Linked DNA regions of Hordeum vulgare: region 1 is linked to region 2. A link is a contact called in public Hi-C data. All regions are on one chromosome and are shown on one strand. The core of a region is the stretch at or near the end of the contact, and the rest is flanking DNA. Distances in the headings are between cores, read along the strand shown.

Region 1 (2,700 bases), core at 49-2,548, 200 kb before region 2:
ACTCCAATTTTTAGTTTTGCACAAGGCCCCGGATTTTTCCAGCCCGGCCCTGCCCACTAATTATTCTTCTTTTTATTTTATTGTATTATTCCTCTTGTTGTTTAGGGGTTTTCTCAATTTTGTACTCTCACTCCCTCCCCTCTAACGTAAACATGTAACTGTTCTTTGTTTTGATATAATCTAAATGTCAGTGGGAGTCCCTTTCAAAGCCCTTAATTAAAAAAACATAAGAAATCTCTTTACAAATACATGTACTATATACTTACTAGTACACCACAATAAACACAAGTAGAACGTAGAGTATTATCTTCTTGAAAAGCTCAAACTTAGGTAAAATTCGTGTCGTTGTTACAATCGCTTATCGACACATAGGTTAGATACTTACCTCAAGATTTGTCGATTTATGTTCCATCACCTGCAGCTAACTGGTAGTAGGTCGGCCTTATTTACGACATGGACCCATCACATTATAGTCATCCTAATGTCACCCATGTTTTTCTTCTTCTTTTGTTTATATTAAAGAAACTCAAAATACATATGTTATGAAAACAATAGTAAATGCAGTGTAAATAAAATGTAAATGCAATATACAAAAAATCTTCGCTTCACTTTTAGAATTTTTTCTACCTTCAATTGTTCATTCTTTAAAAAAATATGTACATAGCATTTTTAAAAAACTCTTACAACATAGATAAAATGTTCATGTAATTAATTATATTTACCGTTTTAGAAAATATACGTTTCATTCAGTAAAAAATGTTCATGCATTTCAAACAAAATGATTGTGAAATATTTGGAAAAAATGTTTACCCAATGTAAAAAATGTTTGCATAGTTCTAAAAAATCTTTCATATATTATAATGTTTTTTCAACATGTTTTCGAATGTTTTAGCACGCATTCGTTTTCTAAAACATTTTCTGAAAGAAAGCATGAAATCATGCATTTAGAAATGCTAACGTATAAACAAAATGCTGTTGATGTATACGAAAAATGTACAATATGTATGAAAAAATATAGACATGAAACATATATTTTTTAATATGTTAATAATGTACTCCCTCTGTCCCAAAATAAGTGTGCTGGTCGGTATATTTGATAGGAATATGTATGGGCGAAATGTAGCGCTCGCGGTTTTTATAATGGTGCTTGAAAAAAGAAACAGGCCCTTCAACTGTGAATGTCTGGTACAGGCCCATTAGAAACTCGTCACTGGGCTGGGACGCAGGCGAGGTTAGCCGAGCGGATGAGCCCCCCGGAGCCGCTCCACCCGGTGGCTGACAAGTGGCCCGGCCTGGCGCAGGCAGCTGTGACGCACACGGCGGCGGTGCCACGGCGTGCGCGGCAAAGGCGAGAGCGCTCTCTCGCCCCCACCGCCATCGTCAGCGATCGCCCGGCCGTCCAAACCCCCAGGACCGAAGCCGCTCCGGCCGCCAGCTAGGGTTTCCTGCGAGGGCCATGAAGCGGCGCGGCGGCGGCGGCGGCGGGAGGCGGAGCAAGGTGACGCCGAACCTGGGGGCGGACCGGGAGGGCACGCGGCTGCTCAACCTCACCGTGCTGCGCCGCCTCGACCCCGCCGTCGCCGACATCCTCATCACCGCCGCCAGCGTCACCGCCTACAGCTTCGACCAGGACACGGCCCGATGGGTACTGAACCCTCCCCCTCCCGCCCCCCCCTCCGCCGAACCGTCCCCCATTCTCGACGGTTCTTGACTCGATCTCTGTGTCCGCGTGTGTTTGTGCAGAGCCACAAGGGCGTGGAGGGGTCCCTCTTCGTCGTCAAGAGGTTCGTGGCCCCGACCCTCTCTGACCGATCGCCCTAGATTGCGACATTGGCTTCGGCCGATTAGTGTAGCGTTGGTTGGTTGCTCTTGTTTCATGGATGCCCTCTGAATTGGGCGCTGATGCTGTCGATTTTTAGAAGATAATAACTGAAATCGCCTTCGGAATGGAATGGCATGATGATTTTGTATTTGGACAGCATTGTGGTTGTGCAATTGCTTACCCAGCGAAGATTACAGAGGGGTTGGTTGCTAGGGAAAGCACTGCTAGCTGTTACAATTTTCTGATGTTTGGTGGATGCTTGTGGAATTCCCAGCTACTTGGGTGTTTACTTAAATGTGGATGTTGTGAATTTTGAGTAAAGAGCATTGAAGTGGCTTTCTAGAAGAAATTGGGATCAGATGGAGTTTTTGTGATTCGGTCTTTGCAATGTGTATTACTTAGTTGCAGTTTCGTTCAGAAATCCCCTGTACGGTGAAAATTTGTTAGGATTTTGTTGCTAGGGAAATGTTTGCTATTTCTTATTTTCCTGCATGGCCTGAAGTATTTGTAGTCTCATTTCTATTAGATTGTCAAATGTTGATAAACCAATGTTGGTGTGGAACTTTCAGTACTGTTTATTGATATTTGTTGGTAGTTCCTGTCTGTCACAAGCTATCGGCTATTAGTTTCTTTTGGACCCTGCTAGTATTTTGCATACGATCTCTGGACACATGCGTTGAACTGTTTGTTGCTCATCTTACAATAGCTTACATGTAAATTCAGGGATGCATGCTCCTGAAACAGTACAGTGCCTACCGGTAAACATTACATTCGTGATTTTTGGCATCTACAGCTATTTGTACTTTTAGACTTATGAGTTATGACCAAATGCCCTCTTGTATTCTTCTGATGAGATGCAAACTTGTTGGGCCTATAAA
Region 2 (2,700 bases), core at 81-2,580:
TGGAGGCGACGCTGGGTGGTATGACTAGGCCTGGTCATACCGATGCTTGGCTAAGGCTCTCGAGGAAGGTTCGTTTGACTCCGTCTTTGAAACTAAAGTTGTTAATCTCATCTTATTCTTTACAATATTAAAAAAATGTTTTTAATTAAAAAACTAAAATATGTGCAATCTTGACAAACAACCAAGATTTCTCCAATTTTCATAAATATGTTACGAATTAAGAATAAAAAAACACAAATGTAAGCAAGGCAAAACTTTGATAAAGCATGATGCATTTTAGAGTCATAAGCAACCCGCAACCGACCTTACTATCACCTGCCCTGTCGGAGACACCTTCCTCCGCTGGTCCACCAGCGCCCAACTATCCGTCAACCCCCCCCCCCCTCCCCTTCTTCTCCAGGGGCCTTTCCTGTAACCAACTGTGACGTCACATCTATGGCTCATTGTAGAGTTCAGTGTTGCGCGTAACCGACAGACGTCCGAACCATTCCAATCACTTTGCAAATAGTATATGGTGAAAAACAAGAGAACATAAAATACGAGTGCCCCAACCTCCAACACTACTAACTGACCAAAGTAAAACGAGGATTCTCTAACAAATATTTGGTGGGCTGGCCGTATAAGCCTCTTTGAACCCCTAGCTTTGCCGTGAAGCCCCCCCCCTCCTCTTCCCCGCACGACAGACTCGGCAACGACAAGATGAGTGGGGACCCATCCATTCATTATTATTTTTCCTTCACAGTTTTTGTTTTCACAACGACATTGATGAGACAGTGGCGAGGATGACGTGTTGTTAAAAGGTCTCTTCGATTTCTCCCTAACCTAATGACGGCTGTTTGAGCGCCGACGAATGCATGTGAGAGTTTGTGTTTCCAGATCTACTTGGCTTTGAGATGATTTCGACAACTTATTATGTGTTGTTCGACAGCATGGTCTGGTTTTTTCAATCCTAGTGTTCGGTGGTGATGGCTCGCCAACCTGTTTTGCATGGAGTGATGCTCCAACGACAAGCGATGCTTCTTTACCGACTTATAGGTCTCGGCAAGGGATGAGTTGTTATTACGGATTTTTAAAGTCGATTTTCTTTGTTGTTGGTTCAGTGTGATTTTTAATCACAAAAGGAAGAAGAAGGTTAGTATATTTTGAAATGTAGTTTTATTTTTTACACTGATTGATCTGTGTCCAGCTGTATTTCCACTGTCTGGGTTATTATTGTTATTCATTTTTTTGATTAAAATATCAGATATAAAATGCACTTTTGGTGTGTTTTTAAGAAAGAACTGGCCGAAGTAGCTACCATGTGGTTGCCACAGCTCAGATGACCAACGGTCACCTTCTAGTTTCACCCTTTGTTTATACGACCCCGCTGGTCTTGGTCTTGGTCTTGGTCTTCGTCTTGCTCTGCTCTCGTCTGGTCTGGATGCCCATTGGCCACAAGACCCGCTCGCTATAAGTCTCTCGTCGCCGTGCGCGCTCCAGCTCCAGCTCCACGCTTCTCTCGCAGTCCCCATCACCCGGAGAGATCCACCACCAAGCAGCCAGGCGAGCCATGGGCAGCTGCTGGGACTACGAAGAGTGGAACTGGACCAAGATCGCCATCTGGGCGGCGATCCTGCTCGTGGTCGGGGCCGTCCTCATCGTCCTCATCCTCGCCTTCGCCGTCATCAAGCCGCCGACGGCCATGGCGGAGGACGCCCTCCTCACGAGCTTCGAGCTCGCCCCGTCCCCCAACTCCTCCAACTCCACCACGGCGGCGACCGCCAAGTCCCCGCTCCAGGTCCTGTCGTACAAGGCCACGGCGGCCGTGTCGATGCGCAACCCCAACCTGCACTACGCCATCAGCTTCGGGCCGGTGGCGGCGGCCTTCTCCTTCAACGGCACCCTGTTCGACGAGTCCGGCACGGTGGCGGCCTTCAACCTCGCCGCCCGGAAGGAGACGACGGTGCGCCTGAAGGTGGGCGGCGTCGACAAGGCCCTCCCGAAGCTGCCGGCGGGCGGCGCGGCGGAGTTCGCCAGGCAGAAGGAGGCCGGCAGGTTCGAGGTGGAGGTGCGGCTGGACACGGTGATGCAGTACAAGGGGCGCAAGGCCAAGTGCCCGCTGGTCGTCATCTGCACGCTGAGCCTGCAGCTCGTCGACCCGGACGTCGCCGCCACCTCCTTCCAGAAGACCAAGTGCACCATCCTCCGGGCCAAGATGTCCGGCTGCTAGCCCCTGCGCCCGCCATTGCCACCGGCTAATTTCCTTGGATTTCCCTTCCTGCTGTAAAAAAAATGTAGAACAAGCATGGATTCTGCTCTTCTTTCACAAGATTCTCATTTGTTGTTGGTTGATTATTAGATTCAGAGGTTGCTGTTGATCATCAAACTGGCTGCTTGCTCTGTGCTGATTTGGGTTGGATGGATTGCGACGGTTGCATTGGATTGGATGGATGGAATGTGCACTGCAATTCGGTTGATGTTGCTAGGGGGAGTTGCCATGACTTTGGGAGTTGACTAGTGACAGGTTGGTTGGGACATGTCACATGTTGGCCGGACGCAGGGTTGTTGAGGCCATGATTAGGGAATGACAGAGAGGAGAGGACAGCATTCTGAGACGGACAGAGACGACCACAAAAAACGCGTTATCACAGTTAATGGTTGCGTCGCTCTAAAGATGGACACTTGATGATAAATTACAGTACCAGATCAGAAAACGCGTGG

Evidence for each region. Hi-C and Micro-C count contacts between places; a contact is called where the count stands out from the background.
Region 1: a Hi-C map of seedling shows a contact between it and region 2, with 4 times the contacts expected there. The contact joins the promoter of LOC123394949 here to the promoter of LOC123399399 in region 2. A contact is called at or near these places in 3 of 6 Hi-C or Micro-C datasets (leaf and seedling).

Annotation. Positions count from the first base shown.
Region 1 is chr5H:572,159,814-572,162,513 of MorexV3_pseudomolecules_assembly, reverse strand. LOC123394949 (mRNA-decapping enzyme-like protein) reads left to right here and starts at 1,298. Exons shown (of 8, transcript XM_045089854.1): 1 at 1,298-1,645; 2 at 1,744-1,784. The coding sequence starts at 1,457.
Region 2 is chr5H:571,962,540-571,965,239 of MorexV3_pseudomolecules_assembly, reverse strand. It overlaps LOC123399399, which reads left to right and starts at 1,330. Exons shown (of 1, transcript XM_045093815.1): 1 at 1,330-2,365. The coding sequence starts at 1,550. The coding sequence ends at 2,209.